Regions from separate parts of the Mus musculus genome. Here all the other regions are linked to region 7. A link is a contact called in public HiCAR-type and HiChIP or PLAC-seq data. All regions are on one chromosome and are shown on one strand. The core of a region is the stretch at or near the end of the contact, and the rest is flanking DNA. Distances in the headings are between cores, read along the strand shown. Region 1 holds the start of Ube2r2 (ubiquitin-conjugating enzyme E2R 2). Region 2 holds the start of Nudt2 (nudix (nucleoside diphosphate linked moiety X)-type motif 2). Region 3 holds the start of Dcaf12 (DDB1 and CUL4 associated factor 12). Region 4 holds the start of Ubap2 (ubiquitin-associated protein 2). Region 5 holds the start of Enho (energy homeostasis associated). Region 6 holds the start of Myorg (myogenesis regulating glycosidase (putative)). Region 7 holds the start of Vcp (valosin containing protein).

Region 1 (2,780 bases), core at 54-2,553, 1.9 Mb before region 7:
CTTAAGTAGACCAGGTTGGCCTCACACTGATCATTTTGCTTTTGTCCCCTTCCAAGGCCACACTAGGCCAACATCAATATTTTGCAAAGAAGTAGACTAAGTTATAGCCAGCGCTCTTCCCCAAATCTCATGGAAGCCCCGTAATCGGGCTCAACATTAGTTCTCTCCGCTTTCTACACAACCTACTACTTACTCTCGGTAAAAGGAAGCGGGAGCTTGCCTGCTTTTCTCTAGCTTTCCTTTGGGAGACTGCCTCCCCTGAGGTGGGAGACACAACCTACTGAAGCACTACTAAGTGTAAGGACCACAGCCTGGGTGTCACCGAGGGGTGCATGCGGAGGACCAGGGCTCCTCACAGGAAGGTTGCGGAGGCCAGGGGACACACTGGGCGCTAGTGCTGAGAGCCTTAGGAGCTGAGGTTCCTTCCGGGACACGCCTCTGGAACCGCGGCGTCCAGCCGCACAACCGTCACTTAGGGCCCAAAGTAATCCTCTGCGACCCGCCCTTGATCCCCACCTCCGCTTGGCTCTTTAAGGGTGGGGGACACGCGCAAGCGTCACAAAGCGCAGCCACCGTGGGGCCTGGCCGGGGTTGGGGGTGGGGGTTGGAGGGGGGAGTGGAGAAGCGAGCAGGCAGGAGCAGAGTAGAGCAGAGCACAGCGAGGAGGGCGGGGGGGGGGGGAGGGAAGGAGGGAGGGAGGGGCGCGCGCACGCGCACCGGGCCGCTGTCGCCGCGAGCCGCCCCCCTCCCGGCGCGCGCCCCTCCTCCTCTCCCTCCCTCCCTCCCTCCCTCCTTCTCTGCTCTGTTGCTCCCGCGGCGCGAGGCGCTCTCGCTCTCCTCCTCCGCCCCTCCCCCCGCGCAGCCGCCGCCGCCGCCGTCCCGAGACCCCAGCGCACGGCGCGCCCTCCCTCGTGCGCCCCTCCGGCCCCCGCGGAGAACGAGAGGGCGAGCGAGCACGGCGATCCCGGGCCGCCTCGGCCCCCCCACCCCTGTCTTCACCATCGTCTGCCCTCCGCCGCCTTCCTTCGCTTCCACCTCCACTCCCCCCCCCATAAGTAGAGGCCCCCTCCGGGGGGGGGAGGCCCGGAGCCCGGAGCGGATTCCCCCAACTCCCTTAGGCCCGCCCCCGCCCGGCCCGAGTGTGAGGAGGGCCCGGGCCGGCCCGAGTCGTGAGTGAGGAGGACCCCGGGCGGGCCCGCGGGCCGTCTGGGGCCTGGTCCGGCCCCGCCAGGCGTGTGAGGACAGACAGGGGCCCGGCCCGGCCCGAGGGCGAGCGGAGGGGAGGGGCCTGGTCCGGCCCGGCCGGTGCGCGAGGACTGGGGCCGCGGCCCCGCACGGCCGCCGCCGCCGCGATGGCCCAGCAGCAGATGACCAGCTCGCAGAAAGCCCTGATGCTTGAGCTGAAATCCCTGCAGGAGGAACCGGTGGAGGGCTTCCGGATCACCCTGGTGGATGAGTCCGACCTCTACAACTGGGAGGTGGCCATCTTCGGACCCCCTAACACCCTCTACGAAGGCGGCTACTTCAAGGTACCGCCACCCTTTCTCGGCCCAGCTTCCCCGGTCTCGGCTTTCCGCCGCTGGCGGGGAGCGTGAGCTCGGGGGAGCCGGGGGTGGGGGGTGGGGGCTCCTCACCTCGCAGCCCCCTCCCCCATCCGTAGAGGCAGGAAGGCCTTGCTCACCAAGTGCCTTTTCTTTGTCATGGGGCGGGGGCGGGAGGCCAGACTGCACCGGGAAATAGGAAAAGCCTCTTTGGCTGGGGTAGTGGCTATCGGGAAGGAGGGCTGCCTTTGTTTTGTTTCTCCAGCTGAGGGGTGTGTGGAAATAGGGATGGTCTAGCTTCTCTTTCTCGGACCCATCTGAGCCTTCTCTGCGCAGGCTGGAACTGCCCCAGAGGGCAGGGTGACCTGCACTTACTGGATTGGACTTTTCTCTTTTTTAGGGGGGTGTGGGGGAGGAATATTAGCCTGTCATTGCCCGTGTTGCTAGTGCCCTGACATTTGGAGGATTTGTTGGTCTTGGGTAGTGGTAGTCCAACTTTTGATTACAGTAGGTGGTAATAAGGAAGAGGACCATGGGGGTGGCCAAAAAAGGGAGGGTGGTGTGCTGGCCGTTGTCTTGTTGTTCATCCACTCGAGGGGACTTTAATTTAGTCCTCTTTCTGTCCTCGTTTTCCATTTACTTTATAGTCAGTCTCTGCTGCTTCCAAAATGCCCTTTGTCCTTTCCTACCAAGTTTACTAGCACCCCCCCCCCCCCCCCCACACACTCCATGTACAAACATCCACAAAGGGTGGAACGCGTCAGGCAGATTGATAGTTTCCCACTTTCGAGAGACAAGATTAAAAGCTTTTGCTTAGGTGGTTAGCTCCAACAAATGGGGTCGTCCCACAGATGAGCTGCATCCGAGGTGATAGGCTTTCTCATGGTGGAGTGTTTCCTTAGGCTGCCACTATATAGACATTGTTTCCATTAATTATTTCTGAGTTCAGTACTTGGAGATACTGTTTTTGTTTTGTTTTGTTTTGTTTTGTCTTGATTTGACTGAAGCAGTTTATTTGGAGGGTAGAATCCCTGAGTGAAGATGTTGTGGGGGGTAGAGACAGAGGGAATGGGTGTTTAGGAATTCATTTATTATTTTATTTCCAAAATTAGGTAAAATAGGCCAATGAGTCAGTTTTCGTTTGTTTTGAAGGGAGGGGTTATCTTGGCACAAGTTTTAAACGAATATCTTAGTCATGTAGTTGTGATGGGTATTTTTAGGACTGCCCAACTACTTACC
Region 2 (3,063 bases), core at 387-2,886, 1.5 Mb before region 7:
ACATGTGTAACCCTAGCACTCCTAGGGAGAAGTAAGTGTGTGTGTGTGTGTGTAAGATAGAAATATCCTGGAGTATGCACTGCAGCAGCAGAAACAAGCTGCTTAAAAAACATGGAAAATGAGAACCAGTTCCTCAAAGTTGTCCTCTGACCTTCACTTGAGTGCTCACACACACACATACATACACACACACACATATACATATACACACACACATACACACACACTGTTAAGTGAAAAAAACTCAAAGTCAAATAATTGATTTCAGTTTCCAAAGCACAGATAAAATGTTACGATAGTTGGTGGTCAGTAAACAACAAGAGGAAATCCTCGGGCATATAAGGACAGAATGGCCTGTTATAAGCAAATACATTTAGGGGTTTGAGAAGAGGTACTTGTAGGCCAGACTACAATGTGGAGAGAGCACGTCTCTCTGATTGAGAACTTTGTCTCAAAACCAACCAACAAACAAAAGCCACACAAACAAAAACTTAAAAAAAGAAAAGCAGTAAATAATGAAGTAATGTATGTATGCTAGCGGTCAGCTTGCTTTCTCCACTCTATTACTGCTCAGAATTCCCTGCCTTGGGAATGTTGCCACCCACACTGAGCAGGTCTTCCTGCCCCCAACGTGGGAACGCCAACGCTGAATTTTCTGTCTCTTGTATATGAGATTAGGGTGTCCTCTCTCTTCCACCTGCCCCCAAATCGACTTTGAATGGGACAAGGCAGAAAGATAACTGAATCTATTTGTAGTGAGTGAAAGCCAACTGAACAAATATTTCCTTAAAAAAACAAAACAAACAAACAAAAAACTAATATGCGTAAGACGCTGTGGAAAGGCTTGTCTTATCTCAGAGGTCAAAATTATATGAGAAAAAAGGAGAATGAGGTTTGCGGAAGTTCACAAAACAACCGAAAGTCCAATCGAAGCGCTCTGAAGAGCGTGTCTCAAAGGCAAGAGGCCTTTGGGGTACTCAGAAAAGCCTCAAAGCTGGTGGTGGTCGAGGTAATTGCTGAAGAGGCGGTAGACAGGGAGATGAAACGTGAGAGAGCGCGAGAACCCTCGAAGAACCCGAGAAGCCAAGTTCTAGTTACCCCGCAAATACCGGTCTCGGCTCGCGCCGCTCGCAGACAGGAGCACCCGCTCCCGCGCAGGCGCAGAGCCTGGGCTCAAGCTAAAGCCACCGTTTCTCACCTCAGGGCAATCCCGGCTCCTCCTCAGTCAGTTTTCAGGGAGGACCGAAGAAATAGTGCGGTGAGGAGAAAGCCCTAAGGCCGGGCTAGCAGAGCGTCCGGTCAACCCGCCTTAGGTGTCCGCCAGGCCACATCCCCATGGCAACGCCACAAGCGCCAGTTCGAACGCGCGCGCCGACGCCCGCCCGCCCGCGGTCCCGCAGCACCGACCAATGGTCATTCACAGAGCCTGTCACCTCTCCTCTAAAAGGCCAATCAGAAATCAGAAGGGGAAGGGGGCGGTTCATTCTCCACCAATGGTTCAGCTTGAGGCAGATCTCGCGACGGTCCCAGCCAAAAAACCACGCCTCAGGGGCGGGTGGAAGCGCCTGATGCCCAATTCTGTGGCTCGTCTGAAGTGCAGCCGGGCTCTTCTGATTGGCTGGCGCGCTACGTCTCCGTTCGAGGACCGCCTCCTGCCTCTGGGCTACGGGTGAGTGCTGTGGGGCTGGGGGGCGTGGGGAGTGTCGCGGGCTCCTGACCTGTTGCTGCGGGGACGGAGCTGGCAGTGAGGCGCGTGTAGGCCAGGCCCCATCCACTCGCGGGACCTCGGTTTATCTCTGTGCACCAGAGAGGACTAGGTTCAGTGGTGAGGGCGTGGGTCGGAAGAATCCCAGAGGCAGAGAGATTCACCTTTGGGACTTAGCGGGCCAATCATATCTTCTCCCTAGGCTTGCTTTGTAGTTATCGATTAAACCCTGCCTGCATTCCAAAAGATCTTACGTTTGGTAAAAATTATTACTTGTGTGTGTGTGTGTGTGTGTCTGTGTCTGTCTATGCGCGCCACGTGCGTGCAGATGCTCTCAGAATCCAGAAGGCGTCGGATCCCAGGAGCTGGAGTTAAACGTTGTGTGGGCCACCTGGTATAGGTTCCGGGGAACCGAACCCCAATCTTTTGGAAGAGTGACAGGTGCTCTTTAGCCCCCAGAGATAGAAAGTCACAAGATTCCCGTCTTAAGAAAAAAAGGCGAAACAGCTTAAATCGAGAAGAGTCAAGTTGCCAATGCAGAAATGTTCTAATGTCCAGTGGCAATTAAGCTTAATGATGTTAGAAATTGGACGTGTCTGCATTTGATTAACTACTCAAAAATATTTCTGAACCATAGTTTTATTTTTTTTTTCCTTTTGTGAAAAATAATAGTAATGCTTCAACGGGTTGCAAAGACTATTGGGAAAAAATGCTTGGCCAGGCCTAGCCTCTCAGGTCAAAAAGGAACCACCAGCATAGTAGGAACAAATCCAGTAGCCAGCATGTGTGCAGCTTCATATGTACTTTAATGGAGTGCTCGTTTTTAGCTCAAAAATGAGCGATTCGGGGGCCTGGAGAGATGGTTCAGTGGTTAAGAGCCCTTAACCTCTCTTCCAGAGAAATTTGAGTTCATTTCCCAGCATCCATGCCAAGTGGCTCACAGTAGCCTCCCAACTCCTGCTCCAGGGCATCCATGGCCCTCTTCTGGACTCTTCAGGCACCCACATACCACACACAACTGGCAGACACACAAGACATAAACAAAAGTAAATCACTAATCAGTTAAAGAATAAATGTAATTCTTACTAATAAGGAAATACAGTATTCAAAAGAGAAAATTGACAATATATTAAAGGGAATTAATCTTGTTGATCTTTAAAAATTACTAATACTTAGTGTGAACACTGTTTATCAGCTGTTTCCTGAAAAATATAAAAATGATAGTGCATGTCTTTATTCCTAACAGAGGCTGGAGGATCTCTGAGTTCCAGGAGAGACAGGACTATGACACAGAGGTGGGGAAATTCTTGATTCAACTATTAGAAAGAGTTGACTGCCAGTATAATACAGAGAAGCAT
Region 3 (3,057 bases), core at 375-2,874, 1.7 Mb before region 7:
AAGGGTCCCGAGGTGAAATTCTCTCTCCTTGAGGAGACTGGGAAGCTGTTGTGCTGCATAACCATGTAACAGGCGAGAGTAGCTGGTCTCATTCTGGAGCCTGACTTCGCGGTTCTTCAGGTAGTACACTAGGGATCTCTTCACTGGGGGGAGTCTTTTCCTTTTGTGCAGCGAATGATCCCAGCCAAACTGTGAAAGCCAACATCAGAAATCAGGGGTTTGGCCACTTTTCCTTCAGACAAGAAGTCTGACCGTTTTATAAAAGAACCAACACGAATTCGTCCTTCGGGATTTACACAATCAAACATTTAACAGAAGATTTGTAATCCAGAAAGTACAGTTTAACTCGGCTAGCACTGAAATAAGGCTCTCATAATGAAGACTACTTAGAAAATGGATAAACAGGGCAAAAAAAAGTTAACTAAACCTTTGAGGAAAGTGGAGGGCTCAGAAATAACATATACCCAGGTGTCCTTGATAGTTACGAAATGAAGTCCATATTACAGAACCCACCTGGGCTGCACTTCTACCCAGCCCCCTTCTCCCTCTCCGCCTGTGCACCCCGTAGAGCATAAAGAGTATAGCTCAAAGAGCCAGACTGGGGTCTCGGATCTTCCAGGGATGTACAGTCAATGGCCGCTCATCTGACTCCGCGCGACTTGCGCTGCGGGCAGTTTTAGAATTCGAAAAATCAAATACCAACGGGGTAACCTGCGTCGGAATCCCAAGTCCAAGAGGCCTTCCTCTCCAAAGGGGGCAATATAGAGATGACACCTGGTGTTTCTTCTAGATGTCTAAAGAGCCAAAGGGGCCTGCACCCAGTTTAGGAGATGGTTTCCTTGATAAGAGACCATCGGCCCTTATTCCTAGTGCCACTGGAAGGTCCACTTCAATCTCCTTCCCAGTAACTTCGGAAGGTCGGTCTTACTTCCGATTCCCCTTGTCTTCATTTTCTCCTCCCTCCAGGAACGAGGAGGTCCTGAAGCTCTCTATCCCTAGCTGCTGACTTCCAGCGGAAGGCGTCATTTTGTAGTTTTCTTTTGGCTCCTCACCCTTCCGGCCCGCCTGCTCGCCAGTACACTGCAGAAGGACCGGTCACTGCTCTACAGTCCCGGCTCCGGTTCTCGTCCCGCCCTGGCCCCAGGTTCCTGAACCCAGCTGGAACGCCCTAAGCCCCTGCTAGGTGATGACCCAGACCTGTGAGCCCTCACCTGCGGGCCCTGAGCGTCGCTCCCGGCTCCTGGCGAGGCAGACGCTTTCCGCTTCCTGCTAACTGCTTTCCGGGCCATAGTGGGCAGCGCCGCCGTGGCCCCGCAGCCACATGAGGCGGAGAAGGCAAGGGGCGGCAGGGCGACGGGTCATGAACCGGGCCCTGGGGCCGCGCGCTTTCGAGCGCCCGGCCCGGAAAATGGCTCGGATCCCGGGCAGCAGTCGATCAAAATGAGGCGCGTAAATGGAAGAAGGGAAAATCCGGGTTGGGAAAGGGGAAGGGGAAGGGAAGGGGAAGGAAAAGCAGGAACAAGCAGCTTTCCTACCGCCGTGTCTGGAAAGGACGGCGAGCGGCGAGAACCAAAACACCCCCCTCCCACTCGCCCGCGCCCCGTCACTCCTGCGCAGCCGCACATAGCAGCACGTCGCCACGGAGACACCGCCCAGACCAGCAGGGCGGGACTTAAGCGCAGCAAGGAGAATTGATGTCCTCGGAGAACTTCCGCTTGCCTCTTGCCAATGGCGGTTAAGCTGTGGCCAAAGGAATCCAGCCTTCTGTCGGGACATTTCCGACCTCAGCCAGCTCATCCTCTGGCATGCGGAAGTAAGCATGAGCTGCCTGGCTGCGGGACCAATCTTGAACCTGTAACCATCATGGTAGGATTAAAGATATTCTAGACACCCTGATTGCCAGATTGCAATCAGACTATTAAAACACTGGACTCTAAGAAATTGCAGTTTTCCTGGGAGAAGGAAAGGACAAGGGCACAGATGCCAGCCAATAGAGGAACTTGACTCCAGGAAAGATAGATCACAGTTGGGAAAACTTGTCAGACTACCTTCCCAGAGAAACTGGGCGAACAGATGATGGATGCGACCACACCTTGCCGACGACTGCTTACTTAAGCATAGCTGTTGCCTTTAAGCCTAAACAAACCACACGTCAGCCCCTAAGATGGACTAGGATAAGAGAATGTCCCGTCGTTGTTCTTTCCAATGAGACCGAGTTAACACCTTTCTTCAAGTTTCCCCTTACACTTTGTCTTTTAGTTGGCCTGTTGAGAATGAGTTAAGGCTGCTAGGGCCCAGGTTCTGACCCTTCCTTATACCTCAGAAGACGTTTCTTAATCCTGTAACTAGTAGCCTCACATTTAGCACTTTCCCCCAACATTCTCACAAACTGTCAATGGGCACAAAAGATTAGACACTTTAAGGAAGGCAGAGAACCCCACATCACACTCCTTCAAGATGGATTCAGGGTAGGAAGGCAGCAGTATGGTCAGATTTTTGCCACATCAAAGTACCAGAGCTAACGCAGGCTGCCTCACATGCCTGTTGGCACAGGTCTCCCCACACATACGGAGTCCCCAGATTCCATTCTCCACTTCTTTACTCTCCAGCTCCCTGTCTATTTTGACTCCTGTCTAAACCTCAAGTCACTTTTCCCCTTCTTTTATTTATTCCTTTTCTTTCTTTCCTTTTTTTTTTGAGACAGGGTTTCAGTGTATAGTCTTGGCTGGTCTGGAACGCAGCATGTTATATAAATCAATCTGGCCTCAAAAGTTATAGAGCTCCACATGCCTCTGCCTCCCCAGAGCTGAGTTAAAGGTGTGTGCAACCACATCTAATAAGTCACTTTCTTTCATAAAATGCCACCCTTTTTAGGTCTGCAAGGTCAAAGTCACACTGTCCTTGTGCTTCAGCAAATAGACCCATCGCTGTAATTCATGCCATTGCCTGCCTTTCTCTCGGAGCCCAGCCTTGATCTCCATTAAGGAGTGAAATCTTGAACCACAGAAAAGAGAGTGGTCATTTTTGGCATGTCCGGTTTGGACTGGCACCAGTCAC
Region 4 (2,700 bases), core at 191-2,690, 1.7 Mb before region 7:
GTTTGACTGTAATCCATGCAAACTGAAATCCCAGCATAGAAAGACTGAAGCAAGAGGTGCATGGTGACTCATGCCTTTAATCCCAGTGCTTGGGAGGCTGATGCAGGTGGATCTCTATGGGTGCAAGGCCAGCCTGGTCTACAAAGCAAGTGGGGGACAGCCAAGGTTGTAACATGAAGAAACCCTGTAAAAACTATCGAGCGAGCGAGCGAGCTAGAGAGACTGAGACAAGAGGCTCTCAAGTTAAAAGCCAGCCTTGGCTAGGTAGTGCAACCCTCTCTCAAAAACGCCCTCCCAAAAAAAGGCATGCTCTTCAAATAAATGATCTCTGGGTACCTCATAGAATCACCTAAAAGCTCCAATTGTTACTGTACACAATTGCTGGAGAAAAGTAAAGAGTAGGCAGACTATGCACCTTGGAAATAAAGTAGAAAGGCGTATTAGTGGTAGTAAACTACGAGATTATGTTAAAGCAAAAAACTGCAGGAAGACTTCCAAGACCAACCCAAAGAGAAAACACGAATCCTAAGTGGTGACAGTTGACATGCCTGGGTAACTAAACCTGAAAATGCAGGGGGGAAGGTGGGAGAGCTGACTATGCCTGGGTAACTAAACCTGAAAATGCAGGGGGGAAGGTGGGAGAGCTGACTAGGAAAACTGAGCTGGAACGCACCAGGCTAAAGAATTTGTTTGAATTTCTAACAACGCTTTACAGTTCACAAGCACTCTTACCTCACCTTAAAGAATAAATAAACTATGACACCACCAGACTTCAATAGGGCATGAAGAGGAAACTCACAGAGTTTCAACTAACACCAAAGACCACAGTAATGAAAAGTAGTAAAATTGAACTATGCCTTCAGATTAAGTGGGGAGAGACTAGAGCGCAGAAGTTGGGCACTAAGACCAGTCCCAGGACAGGCGCCAGACTAGAAAGCTGAAAGGTGGTCCGGATGGGGCGACAGCGTGGCGGAGGAGCTCCTGCCAACGTGCAGGGACCGAGGTGGGAGAGAAAACCACACCCTCCAGGATAAAAACCCAAAGGGGGGGGAGGGGAAGGCGCCCCCTGGGGCTGGGTGGGGCCGGCCAACTAGGATGGGGGGTGGGGGGTGGAGCAGGAAGCACAGGGCAACCTGAGCGGGAGAGGAAAGAGAGTGCTCAGGCCTGGACACACTACGGAAACATGAAGCCAGCGAGGGAAGCTCGGCCCGATCCACCCGAGTAGACGCTGGGGCATCCCAAAGGGGGCTGGGAGTTCAGAAGACCTTAGCCCAGGTCCAGAAAGCATACACTGCAAGGTTCAGGGCCCTGGGAGGCAGGATGAAGGGGACCGGGTGACAATTACCGCTGCTGCTCTCGTTGGACTCGGGACCCGCCGCCGCCGCCGCTCGTTACCTGCCAATGTGCCTCTTACAAAGCGGCGGCGGCGGCAGAGGCGGCCCTGCCCGTCACGTGATCCCTACGTCACGGGAGAGGGTGGAGCCAGTACTTGAAGATTGAACGGGGTTACCCGGCTGGCTAACACAGCTCTGGGAGCTGAGCGAGAGGAACTATGTGGAGGCGGCGGAGATGGTGACATTGCTTGTGGTCAGAATTTCAGGGTCGTACTATCCGCCGCCTATAGAGAACCCACTATTAAAGCGTGCGGTCGCGCTATGATGACCTCAGAAACACTGCAAGATGCTCGATGCGTGCGGCTCTTTCGTCACGTGACATGGTGCAGCCACTCAAAGCAAGCCTGGCTTCTAGACGTTTTGAGGGCGAACTACAACTCCCAGAGTGCTGCGCGGCAAAGGCACTCTCTACGACCGCCTTTTCTCAGCGTGCTCCTAAGTACAACTCCTGATTCTGACTTATTCGAGCATCTTATGGCTAGCTTCCGAGTTAGTACCAATGGGTGCCACCTGCCAAGCGAACCAGCGTGGTTCCTGCTGGGAGGTGTAGTTCTGGCGGAGAGTGGGTCTAGCTCCCACGTTGCGAGGCTGGCGCTCCGCCCTGCCCTCTGCGCGGGAAAACGCCAACCGCCAGCTGCTGAGCCAGACACCCAGAACGTCCTCGGCTGAAGGCCACGAGACTTCAATGTAGTCAAATGTGGACTGCTTTCTGCATTCCCAACTCTCTTCTGCAGGAAACAACTACCATTCCTTGAACGCCAACGGGATGTTAGAGGTGTTCTAGCCCAAAAGGCTACTAGTATCGGACCGGTTTTGCAAATAGGAAAGGAAAAGTTATTTTCTGGCATAAGAAACCTAAATCAGGTTTTCCTTGTTGAGAAGTTACCTGATCCACCTCTTAGTAAAGATGTTAACCTCAGGAGATTAAGCAAAAGTAATGGAGTTTTGTTGTTTTTTGATTTTTTGAGACAGGGCTTCCCTGTTTTGGAACTTGCTTTGTAGACCATACTGGCCTCAAACTCACAGAGTGCTGGGAGTAAAGGCACGTGACACCACAGGCCGACTCAAATAAAGATTAATCACTAGCATATCTTTAAAAAATAAATAAATAGATAGATGTTGCGCTGGAGAGATGGCTCAGTGGTTAAGAGCACTGACTTCTCTTCCAGAGGTCCTGAGTTCAATTCCCCGCAACCACACGGTGGCTCACAACCATCTGTAATGGGATCCAATGACCTCTTCTGGGGTGTCTGAAGACAGCACAGTGTACTCACATACATTAAATAAATAATTTTTTTTTAGATGT
Region 5 (2,981 bases), core at 443-2,942, 1.4 Mb before region 7:
CTTCAGGGCTGCAGCAGGTAGCTGCCTTCATGGCTGGGCTTCTGGGGTGGTGGCGCCTTCTCAGGACAGGGGCCAGGGCTGGAGTTGGGACTGGATTCCGAGAGAGAATCGACGTCAGCAGATCGAGAATGGCAGGCCCAGCAGAGAATGACCCAGAGCAGTAGCAGCAAGAAGCCTACGAGGCCATTGCAGACGATGGCGATGAGAGCCCCTTGGGAGATGGCTGCCCCCATGACAGACAGCACCCTCAGGCCAGCGCAGACAGTGGAGCTGCCTCAGCGGCAAGGCCCATGCCGAGGCACAACTCTGGGGTGGCCAACCATCCAAGGTGGCTGTCCTGTCCACACACAGCGACTTCTTGGCAGGGAAGATGCCCACCTGCAGTCCTGGGCCTGAGGAAGTACAGAGGAAAGTAGACGGAGGTGAGGAGGAAGAAGTGGGCTGAAGCCTAGGGGGACAGCTTCCATCTTTGGCCTCAGGCAGAGAGCAGTGAGTCCCAGCAGTCTCAGGTACCCCACAAAGCCAGCACCTCCGCCCTCAGGCCTGGCTCTGAGCCCCTGGGTGCTGTGGTGCAGCCAGAGTGGGGAAGCTATAGTAGGCAGGCAGCCTCTTTCTCATTCTCCTCGGAACTGGTGGGTACAGCCTAGCCCTGCCCACCATGCTTCTAGCCCTTCAGATGTGCTGTTGGTGGGCGGGACTGAGGTGGCTTAAGGCCCAGGAGGAAGATTATGACCATGATTGTAGTGGCTAGGGCATCCTCTCCTTTCTGAGGGCTGCAGTCAGCCAGTCCAGGAGACCTGCAGAGGTGCCAGCTCACACAGAGGGAACTTTGTGGAGGCTCTGGCAGGAACGTGTGGGTTCTGTATACCCAAGGCTGTGTGCCTAGGTGTACCTTTCCCTGGGACTTTGCCTCTCTGGATCAGGTGTGTGTCTGAACGTACATCTTCCTGTCCCTCTGTCTCTCGCTGGATCTGCATCCTTGCCTCTGCAAACACACCTCTTTGAAGGTGTGTGGCTGCCTGTCTCTCTGTGTCCCTATCTCTGAGTGTCTTGAGTCTCATTTCTCTACCAGTCTCTCTGTGTATCACTGTCTCTTTTCACGACTGCATGTCCCTTTGCCCTCGGGGACAGGTCTCCATGGGGTCGGTATCGGTGGTTCTGTGCGTCTTGCATGTGTCTCTGCCTTTGTGTCTATCTCTCCTCCAAGCTGTGTGTCTCTCTGTCTCTGTGTGGGTCACTGCCTCTTTATACTCGTCCAAGATCTCTGTTTTTCGACCCTCTGCCCGTAGGGGAGCCCCCCTTACCTGAGTTGAGCCCGGTGCGCGCCCGCGAGAGGGTCCGGGACAACGGGATGCTCAGCGCCGACTGAGGCTCCAGAGCCTGCGGGCGGGGGGCGGCGAGAGGCGGGCAGGGGCGACGTCCACTCCCCGGGCCCTCCCCCTGGGCCGCGCAGCCTCCGCCGGCCGCTCCCGCCGGGGCGCGACCGGGCCGGCCTCTGCCGCGGGCGGTCTGCGGAGAGCGGGCACCTCCTCCCCCTGGGGCGGCGCCTCCTCCGCGGCCGGGGCCGCTAGCTCGCTCGCTCGCTCGCTCTCTCGCTCGGCAGCACTCGGGCGGCGGCGGCAGGAGCGTCGAGGAGTTCGGCTGGGCTCGGCTGCGTTCGGCTGGGCTCGGCTACGGCGGGAGGGAGTCGGCTGAGCTCGGCTGAGCTCGGCGGGCAGCAAAAAACAGCGGAGAGCCCCGCCTCGTGAGTGGCCAGCGGCCTGCGGCCCTTTGGGGGAGGAGCCATCTCTGTGCCGCTGCCGCCGTTCAATTGGCTGTCCGGGCCAAGTTCCCGCGCCATTGGTTGTGCTCTGGGGTGGGACACGACCATCCTGGTGCAGGAGAGAAGGAGGGAGGGGCTTGGGAAGGGTGAGAGGAGGGGTATATAGGGGCCACTTTGTTTTGATCCATCCCTTGAAAAGGTGAAGGGTCAGCCCACCTTTTTGCAGGGATTTCTTGCATCTTCCACACCTGGAATGCACCCCCACATGTGAAGCGTCCACCCCTCCATATCTGAGAGAAGTCTGTTTCTATTATCTGAGAAAGTCCATGTGCCTCCACACCTGACCCTCCTCACCTATCATCTTTCTACATATCCCTCTCCCAGTAGAGTGTAGAGTACCTCATGTCCACTTTACAGCGCCTGTAGATTGCCCCTAGTCCTAATAACAGTGTGATCTCTGGGAATTCATGACCTTTGTTGCGTTTTACTGATTTCTCACCCAGTGTTGGTCACAGGGTTGTGCATGGCTTGCTGGAGGGAACTTGAGACACCTGAAGAATGGCCCAGCTCTGGCTGAACTAGATCCAGACGGCATGGATGGCCTGACTCTCCATCCTAACAGTTCTGAGACCAAGGTAGCTTGGACAGGAGCAGTCAAGTAGGCCTTCCCCTCTCAGACCCTTAAGTAGCAGGGCTCACACATGCAAGGAGCTACATTTCTGGCCCTTTAGTGATTCTTAAGTGTACTTGTGTGTGGCTTCTATCACATATTGTCCATGGACAGTCAGAGACCCATGGCCCCACATCCAGCCTTAACTTCCCTCAGAATACTATACTCACAGCAAAATGCATACTGGAGTCACAGTGGTGTTGGTTCCTGGTTCCACTTTCTAACTCTCTTAAACGAAGCTTTCTTCTCAATAAAACTGTCATAGTAATAGCTACTTCTTAGGTTCTCACTAATTCATTTATACCATACCAACCACATCTCAGCAAATGTCAGCTGACAAGCCAAGACCAGGTGGCTAAGGGGCAGGGCTCCTCCTTCCAAGAAAAGGAGAAAGGGGAGTGTAAAGCCATCTCAAGGGCTGAATCATCTGAAGCTGCTGTGTTAGAGGCTGTCTAAAATAAACTACGGACCCCGTGGAGTTTGTCAGGATGGATTAATTTTAGTTCCCCCCTGTTACCCAGCAGGGTGGGGGTATTGTGAGAGGGATCA
Region 6 (2,700 bases), core at 113-2,612, 1.5 Mb before region 7:
AGCTCTCTAATCTCTCAGGTCACTACCCAAGCACAGTCTGGAACAGCCTCTACTTCCGCTCTGATCTCTAACACAAGTTAGAGATCCCCTCTCCTCCTTTGGGTAGCAGTGTCTTTTACTGATACTCTCAAAGCTGAGTGGAACCCAAAGAAGACTACAGGGGCCCCAAATTGGCTTACTGTACACTTATGTTCATTCAACATAAGCAAGGCTACATCCTGGGCATCAAGGGGTTAAGAGGAGAGGGTTTGAGTCTGAATAGGAAAGACTCCCTAAGCCCCAATGCTTACATATTAAATTGGTCTTATCTTATGACCCCCGGGAGCCTGAGAAGCTCACCATGATATCCTCCAAAGCCCTTTCAAAACTCAGGCAGAACCCATTAGGGTTTCGATGAAGGACTGGCGCCCACAGATTTAAACACCCACCTGGTTGGGCCTCACCATGTTCTTCCAAATGACCCCATAGCGTCCAATACCAGCAACACTGCGAGCTGTTGTCCATTTTATAGATGGGAAAACACAGCTCGTCAGAAGCCACCCACTGGGATCCAAACCTCCTGCCTCCACCTTCCACCATGAGAATGGGTGTGGACGGGTGAGGTCTGTCTTTTCAAAAGCTGCGGCAGATCCAGCTTGCCTCGGGCAGATCAGGACGGTTTTAGGGGTGTGAAAGGGGCAATTTAATGGCATCTGCTATTGTAGCCGAGGGGAGGAACTCTGTGGCTCCAGTCTTAGTGGCGTTCTAGACCCCTATAATCTGTCGAGTCTGCCAGCTGGCCAACACAGGCTAAGGCTAGCAGGTGGGGTTTGCTGAGTGGCTCAGCCTAAGAAAACTCTTGTTCGCTACACACTCAACCTCAGTCTTGGCTGCAAGTCCCAAGCCTACAGTTTAAGGGCGGGCCCAGCTCAGCATAACTGAGCCACTTGAGGCAGAGGCCTTTGTCGGACACAGTTGGGAGGGGAGTGGAAATGTCAAAGGCAATTCGATCCTGCCCATCTCCCTCCCCTGCTCAGGGACGGGATCCACAAGGATCAAGTAACTGCACTAACACAGCCTGGAATACTTCACACCCACCGGTGGCCCCACACCCCACACGATCCAAAGGGGCAGAGGGAAGGGCAAGGAGCCCGTAGCCCGCTGGGAAGCTCTGGCCTGAGGAGGGGTTCAGGTGTCCAGGGACGCTCCACCAACTAGAGCAAGTTCAGGAACTGTGTGCTCCTTAGAAAACTCACCACCCTCACTGGGACCCAAAGGCTTCCCACTAGGTTCACCTACCTCAGTGACCGCCACACGGAAGAAAGGGAGAAGGGTCCTCCGGCTGATCTTTCTACGCTAGCAGGAGTTGATCAGCCACAGCCCTGCGGGTTGCTGCCTGGCTGGGCACCGTGGAGCCCCTCCTGCGCCCCGCCCTCCGGCTACTAGGCCACTCCCAGCCGTCCAATGTGGTTTCAGGCCTGGGACTCCAGCCCCACCCCTGGCGCTCAGCCCCTCCCCCACTCTGCGTGCCTTGCACAGACTTTCTTCTCACCGCCCCAGATCTGCCCTTTGGGCCCGCCTCTAGCTTGATTCCACCTCCCGCCTCAGGCGCCGCCCTTGCCAGACCATTGCTAGCCTGGCTCATCCCCAGGCCTTATGGGAGATGTAGTTCCGAAGGAAGGAGTGGCTGATTGTTGGGGTTCTTGCTGAATGTTAGGGTTCTTGCAACGCCATGCTAGGATTGCTATGTGTATAAGAGCACAGCAAGGCAAGGGGGGAAGACGTATCTGTGATGGTTTGAATACGAATGGCTCCCACAGACTCATATATTTGAATGCTTAGGGCCTGGGCATGACACTCTTTGAAAGGATTACAAGGATTAGGAGTCATGGTCTTGTTCGAGTAAGTGTGACCTTGTTGGAGGAAGTATGTCACTGGGGGTGAGTTTTGACTTTTTAAAAGCCTATTCCAGGCTCAGAGTCCTCTGCCTATAGATCAGAAGGGAGGACTCTCAACTGCTTCTCCACCATACCTTCCTGCTGCTATGCTCTGCTATGATCACAGACTAACCTCTGGAACTGTAAGTAAAACCCCAATTAAATTATTTTATAAGAATTGCCATGGTCATGGCCGGGCGTGATGGCGCACGCCTTTAATCCCAGCACTCGGGAGGCAGAGGCAGGCGGATTTCTGAGTTCAAGGCTAGCCTGGTCTACAGAGTGGGTTCCAGGACAGCCAGGGCTATACAGAGAAACCCTGTCTCAAAAAACCAAAAAAAAAAAAAAAAAAAACAAAAAAAAACAAAAAAAAAAAAAAAAAAAAGAATTGCCATGGTCATGGCGTCTCTTCACCATGCCATAGAACAGTGACTAAGACAGGAGTCTTCAGGAATCTGTTCCCTCAAGGTCTGGGGAGCTGTATTCTTTTAAGAACTGGCACAGGGTTGGAAAATAGAAAGCAGATAAAGCAAGCTCACTGACCCAAGTTGGATTTCTGGAACCCCCAGGCTGGGAAGGAGAGGGTAGACTCCCTCAAGTTGGCCTCTCATCTCCACGTGTTATGGATAAAGTGTAAAAATGGCTTTAAAAACTCTGGGATGACCTGTGCTCCCATTTCCCACTGTCAATACCCCAGTCAAGAACGCCTTGGAGGGATCCTGTAGACCCAAAGAGCCTATGTTCCGAACTGTCAGTTCTCAGCACTCAGGACCAGACTAGCAGT
Region 7 (3,014 bases), core at 136-2,635:
GTTTGTATATTTTCCTACACTTGCTAGTTTTTTGTTTGCTTTGTTTTTGTATGGGAAGCTCTAGTTTCTAACTAAATGGGCTGAGATGGCTAGGTTTTATTTTATGCTCTCTGAAAGATGAAGGTGGGGCTATAAGAGTCCAGAGACTCAACATAGATGCTTGGGGATAGAGATCTGTTTATTTTGAAGAGTTAAGCCAACTCTAACCTACAAGCTCTCAAAGCTAAGATACAAAGAATAAAAACAACTCGGATTCTAACTTCAGCGCCTAAAAATAAAAGAAAACCAACTCCTTTCTAGCCACCTCCGATCATAGCAAAAACAAAAATATATACACAAAGCAAAACACTAACGAAAAAAAAAGCCCCTAGTTAAAACTTCCGGGTGTTTACAACAGGTCTCCCACAGTGAAAAACTGCCATTTGAGAAGGGCATGACTTGCCCTCTCCCTAACAGCCCCTCACTACACGTAGTTCAGAAGATGCCAACTTCCCGCAGTGACACCGTCCCAGATCCACCGAGACCGGGCTGGATTCCTCAGATCTCCCTGGCCCGGCCTTCCCTAGAGTCTCAGGGCTCCTGAGGCCTTCACGTGGCCCCAAGTCCACGCCCACCGGGCCCAGTCGCGGCCTCGGGCTTGCAGTGTTTTCCCTTCTCAGGCTCAGGGTCTTCTGCGTGTGGTCGGCGACATGGCCGACCGGCGTGCCAGCGCCAAAGGTCTCCACGCAGGGAGTGTGGACCCCAAAGTCTAACTAGGCCGGGGCCGCCGCGCCGAGGGAGCTACTCAGGCGGTCGGGGCCTGCATGACACAGCACCATCTTGTCCAGGCTCCGACCCAGGCCCAGCGCGGACCCGACCTAGGGGGCGCGCGGGTGCACAGCCCGGCCTGAGGCCCTCCCTCGTCCCTGGCCTCTCCTTCCCTCTCTCTCCCTCCCGGCCTAGACTCTCCGACGCGGCCCGACCGGGCCTAGCCAGCACGGCGGGTCCCACGGTGCGCGCCCCCGCAGCCAGCGGGAGGGCGGGCGCGCGCAGACACTTACTCGGCTCCAGAGGCCATGGCGCGCGCCTCTCCCGGTCGGCGGCTGTGGCGGCCTGAGGGTAACGGCTATGAGAAAGGCAGGCGACCGACTAGGCCGGGGCTGGACTCGCTGAGGCGGAGGAGCAACAGCAGTGACAAACCCTCTGGCAGCCTCCCTCTCGCTTCCTCCCAGGGGCACCGGGGCGGCAGGCGGGCGGGCGGGAGACGCTAGCTCCTAATCCGCGAGGGGGGCAGCGACTAATCAAACGACGGCTGCAAACGCTTCACGGAGACTGAACCGAGAAAAGCCGAATCATCGGAAGGAAAGCTGCTCTAACCCCAACCAATCAGCGCCGGCCTTGGGACTCGTGCCCGCCTCTCCGTGCCTCTCCCCAGCAACCCGCAGACCGTAACCAATCAGAAAATTCGTTTGTGGCCTGGCCCCGCCTCAAGGCTGCAACACGCCTAGTAACGCCACGTCAATTGGCCGCAGCACTACGCTTCCTCGACGGATAGGGAGTCTTGACCAATCGACAAAGGCAATAGGCCATATCCTCTTTATCCCTCGGAGGAGGCCTCTCCTACTTGGCTTCAATTGATTGGCTCCTTAGTTTATAAGCAGCTGGAAGAACCTCGCACAAAGGCCTGAACCCTTATTAGTTTAGTTGGGTTGTAATAATAGCCCACATTGTTCATTTCTCGCCAATCCTAGGGATCCTCTTACTCCACCATACTAAAATCCTTCATGCTCCTTTAAAACACTGGCTCCAACCAAGGGCGTGGTTGATGGACTAGGTCTGTACTTTTAGTAGTTGGGAAGATGAGAGGCAGGAAGACTAATAGATGGAGATCAACCCAGGATACAAGACCATATCTTTAATTCTAGTCCCAAACAGTATTTCAATAAATTTTAAAAGCAATGTGGTAGTCCATGCTTTTAATGTCAGCACTTCGGAGGCAGGCAGCAACCTGTGACTTTTGAGTCAGCCTGATCTATTAAAAAAAAAAAAAAAAAAAAGAGTTCCAGCCAGCCCAGCCAGAGCTACATAGTGAGACCCCGTCTCAAAACTAATTAGATAAAATTTTTTAAAAGGTAAAATTAGCTGGGTATGGTGGTGTACATCCTAGATCCCAGTACTCCAGAGGCTAAAGGTAGATTGAAAGTTTGAAGCCAGATAATGCTGCATAACTAAACTCGAGTCAAACAAACAAACAAACAAACAAACCAAAAAACAAAAACCTAGCCCCACCTACCCCACCCCCTCTTCTTCTCTGGACCCCAGTTCTGAATCAGCACCCCAGCTCTTACTTCACCCTATTGCCCTTGCACTCTCTTGTAATCATGCAGGTTTTGCAGTTTCTCAGGCCTTGGGAGTACACACTCCTTACCATAGAGTATAAATATTATCTGGGGAGGGAGAGCACTGAGGTTCATGCAAGTCAAGGACAACTGCAGAACACTCAGAAATGCAGTCGTGCCCAAGAGCAAGAAAATCAACCAAGTGCTGTGACTTAAGGTCCTTGTGTCCCAAAAGACAATCCATTGACTTTCATTATAGTCAAAAGATGGTTGGTTGGCTCTGGTTGACTCAATTCACCCTTCACCTCCTACCCACACAGACTGACCTGAGAGATGTTTGTACAGATGGAGTTACTCTGAGAAACATCTCCCCAACCCCAACTCCATTTGTTTTAATATTTTTAAGACAGGGCCTCTCAGCCAGACGTGGTGGTGCACGCCTTTAATCCCAGCACTCAGGAGGCAGAGGCAGGCAGATTTCTGAGTTCGAGGCCAGCCTGGTCTACAGAGTGAGTTCCAGGACAGCCAGGACTACACAGAGAAACCCTGTCTCGAAAAACAAACAAAAAAAGACAGGGCCTCTCTACATAACCCTGGCTGTCCTGGAACTTACTATGTAGAGCCTGCCTCTGCCTTCCAAGTGCTGGGATTAAAGCCAGGTACCACATGTCCTCACCTCCTTAAGTATCAAGTACT

What was found. HiCAR-type assays count read pairs that join an accessible place to other places. HiChIP or PLAC-seq counts read pairs in DNA pulled down with a chosen protein or histone mark.
Region 1: an H3K27ac HiChIP or PLAC-seq map of embryonic stem cells shows a contact between it and region 7, with 9 times the contacts expected there. The contact joins the promoter of Ube2r2 here to the promoter of Vcp in region 7. A contact is called at or near these places in 1 of 39 promoter capture datasets (erythroid cells), 1 of 484 Hi-C or Micro-C datasets (B cells), 4 of 115 datasets of contacts at active chromatin or transcription factors (embryonic forebrain, embryonic stem cells and large pre-B cells) and 1 of 9 other capture datasets (adipose tissue).
Region 2: a contact with region 7 is called in an H3K27ac HiChIP or PLAC-seq map of large pre-B cells, with 3 times the contacts expected there. The contact joins the promoter of Nudt2 here to the promoter of Vcp in region 7. A contact is called at or near these places in 1 of 39 promoter capture datasets (liver) and 1 of 115 datasets of contacts at active chromatin or transcription factors (large pre-B cells).
Region 3: an H3K27ac HiChIP or PLAC-seq map of microglia shows a contact between it and region 7, with 5 times the contacts expected there. The contact joins the promoter of Dcaf12 here to the promoter of Vcp in region 7. A contact is called at or near these places in 1 of 39 promoter capture datasets (embryonic stem cells) and 3 of 115 datasets of contacts at active chromatin or transcription factors (astrocytes, embryonic stem cells and microglia).
Region 4: a contact with region 7 is called in an H3K27ac HiChIP or PLAC-seq map of embryonic stem cells, with 7 times the contacts expected there. The contact joins the promoter of Ubap2 here to the promoter of Vcp in region 7. A contact is called at or near these places in 1 of 39 promoter capture datasets (cranial neural crest), 1 of 484 Hi-C or Micro-C datasets (B cells) and 3 of 115 datasets of contacts at active chromatin or transcription factors (astrocytes, embryonic stem cells and large pre-B cells).
Region 5: a HiCAR-type map of astrocytes shows a contact between it and region 7, with 5 times the contacts expected there. The contact joins the promoter of Enho here to the promoter of Vcp in region 7. A contact is called at or near these places in 2 of 39 promoter capture datasets (embryonic stem cells and liver) and 1 of 115 datasets of contacts at active chromatin or transcription factors (astrocytes).
Region 6: a HiCAR-type map of astrocytes shows a contact between it and region 7, with 4 times the contacts expected there. The contact joins the promoter of Myorg here to the promoter of Vcp in region 7. A contact is called at or near these places in 1 of 39 promoter capture datasets (cranial neural crest), 1 of 484 Hi-C or Micro-C datasets (embryonic stem cells) and 3 of 115 datasets of contacts at active chromatin or transcription factors (astrocytes, embryonic stem cells and stem cell-derived neural progenitor cells).

The regions. Positions count from the first base shown.
Region 1 is chr4:41,134,718-41,137,497 of GRCm38.p6, forward strand. Ube2r2 (ubiquitin-conjugating enzyme E2R 2) reads left to right here and starts at 1,304. Exons shown (of 5, transcript NM_026275.4): 1 at 1,304-1,529. The coding sequence starts at 1,353.
Region 2 is chr4:41,463,512-41,466,574 of GRCm38.p6, forward strand. Nudt2 (nudix (nucleoside diphosphate linked moiety X)-type motif 2) reads left to right here and starts at 1,637. Exons shown (of 3, transcript NM_025539.2): 1 at 1,637-1,669. It overlaps Kif24 (kinesin family member 24), which reads right to left and starts at 1,337. Exons shown (of 13, transcript NM_024241.2): 1 at 1,199-1,337.
Region 3 is chr4:41,313,277-41,316,333 of GRCm38.p6, forward strand. It overlaps Dcaf12 (DDB1 and CUL4 associated factor 12), which reads right to left and starts at 1,625. Exons shown (of 9, transcript NM_026893.3): 1 at 1,212-1,625; 2 at 1-189. The coding sequence starts at 1,289. Gm46891 (predicted gene, 46891) reads left to right here and starts at 1,066. Exons shown (of 2, transcript NR_168697.1): 1 at 1,066-3,057.
Region 4 is chr4:41,273,695-41,276,394 of GRCm38.p6, forward strand. Ubap2 (ubiquitin-associated protein 2) reads right to left here and starts at 1,441. Exons shown (of 29, transcript NM_026872.1): 1 at 1,346-1,441.
Region 5 is chr4:41,638,610-41,641,590 of GRCm38.p6, forward strand. It overlaps Enho (energy homeostasis associated), which reads right to left and starts at 1,693. Exons shown (of 2, transcript NM_027147.1): 1 at 1,305-1,693; 2 at 1-392. The coding sequence starts at 233. The coding sequence ends at 3.
Region 6 is chr4:41,501,713-41,504,412 of GRCm38.p6, forward strand. It overlaps Myorg (myogenesis regulating glycosidase (putative)), which reads right to left and starts at 1,363. Exons shown (of 2, transcript NM_001085515.2): 1 at 1,279-1,363.
Region 7 is chr4:42,999,122-43,002,135 of GRCm38.p6, forward strand. It overlaps Vcp (valosin containing protein), which reads right to left and starts at 1,386. Exons shown (of 17, transcript NM_009503.4): 1 at 1,041-1,386. The coding sequence starts at 1,057.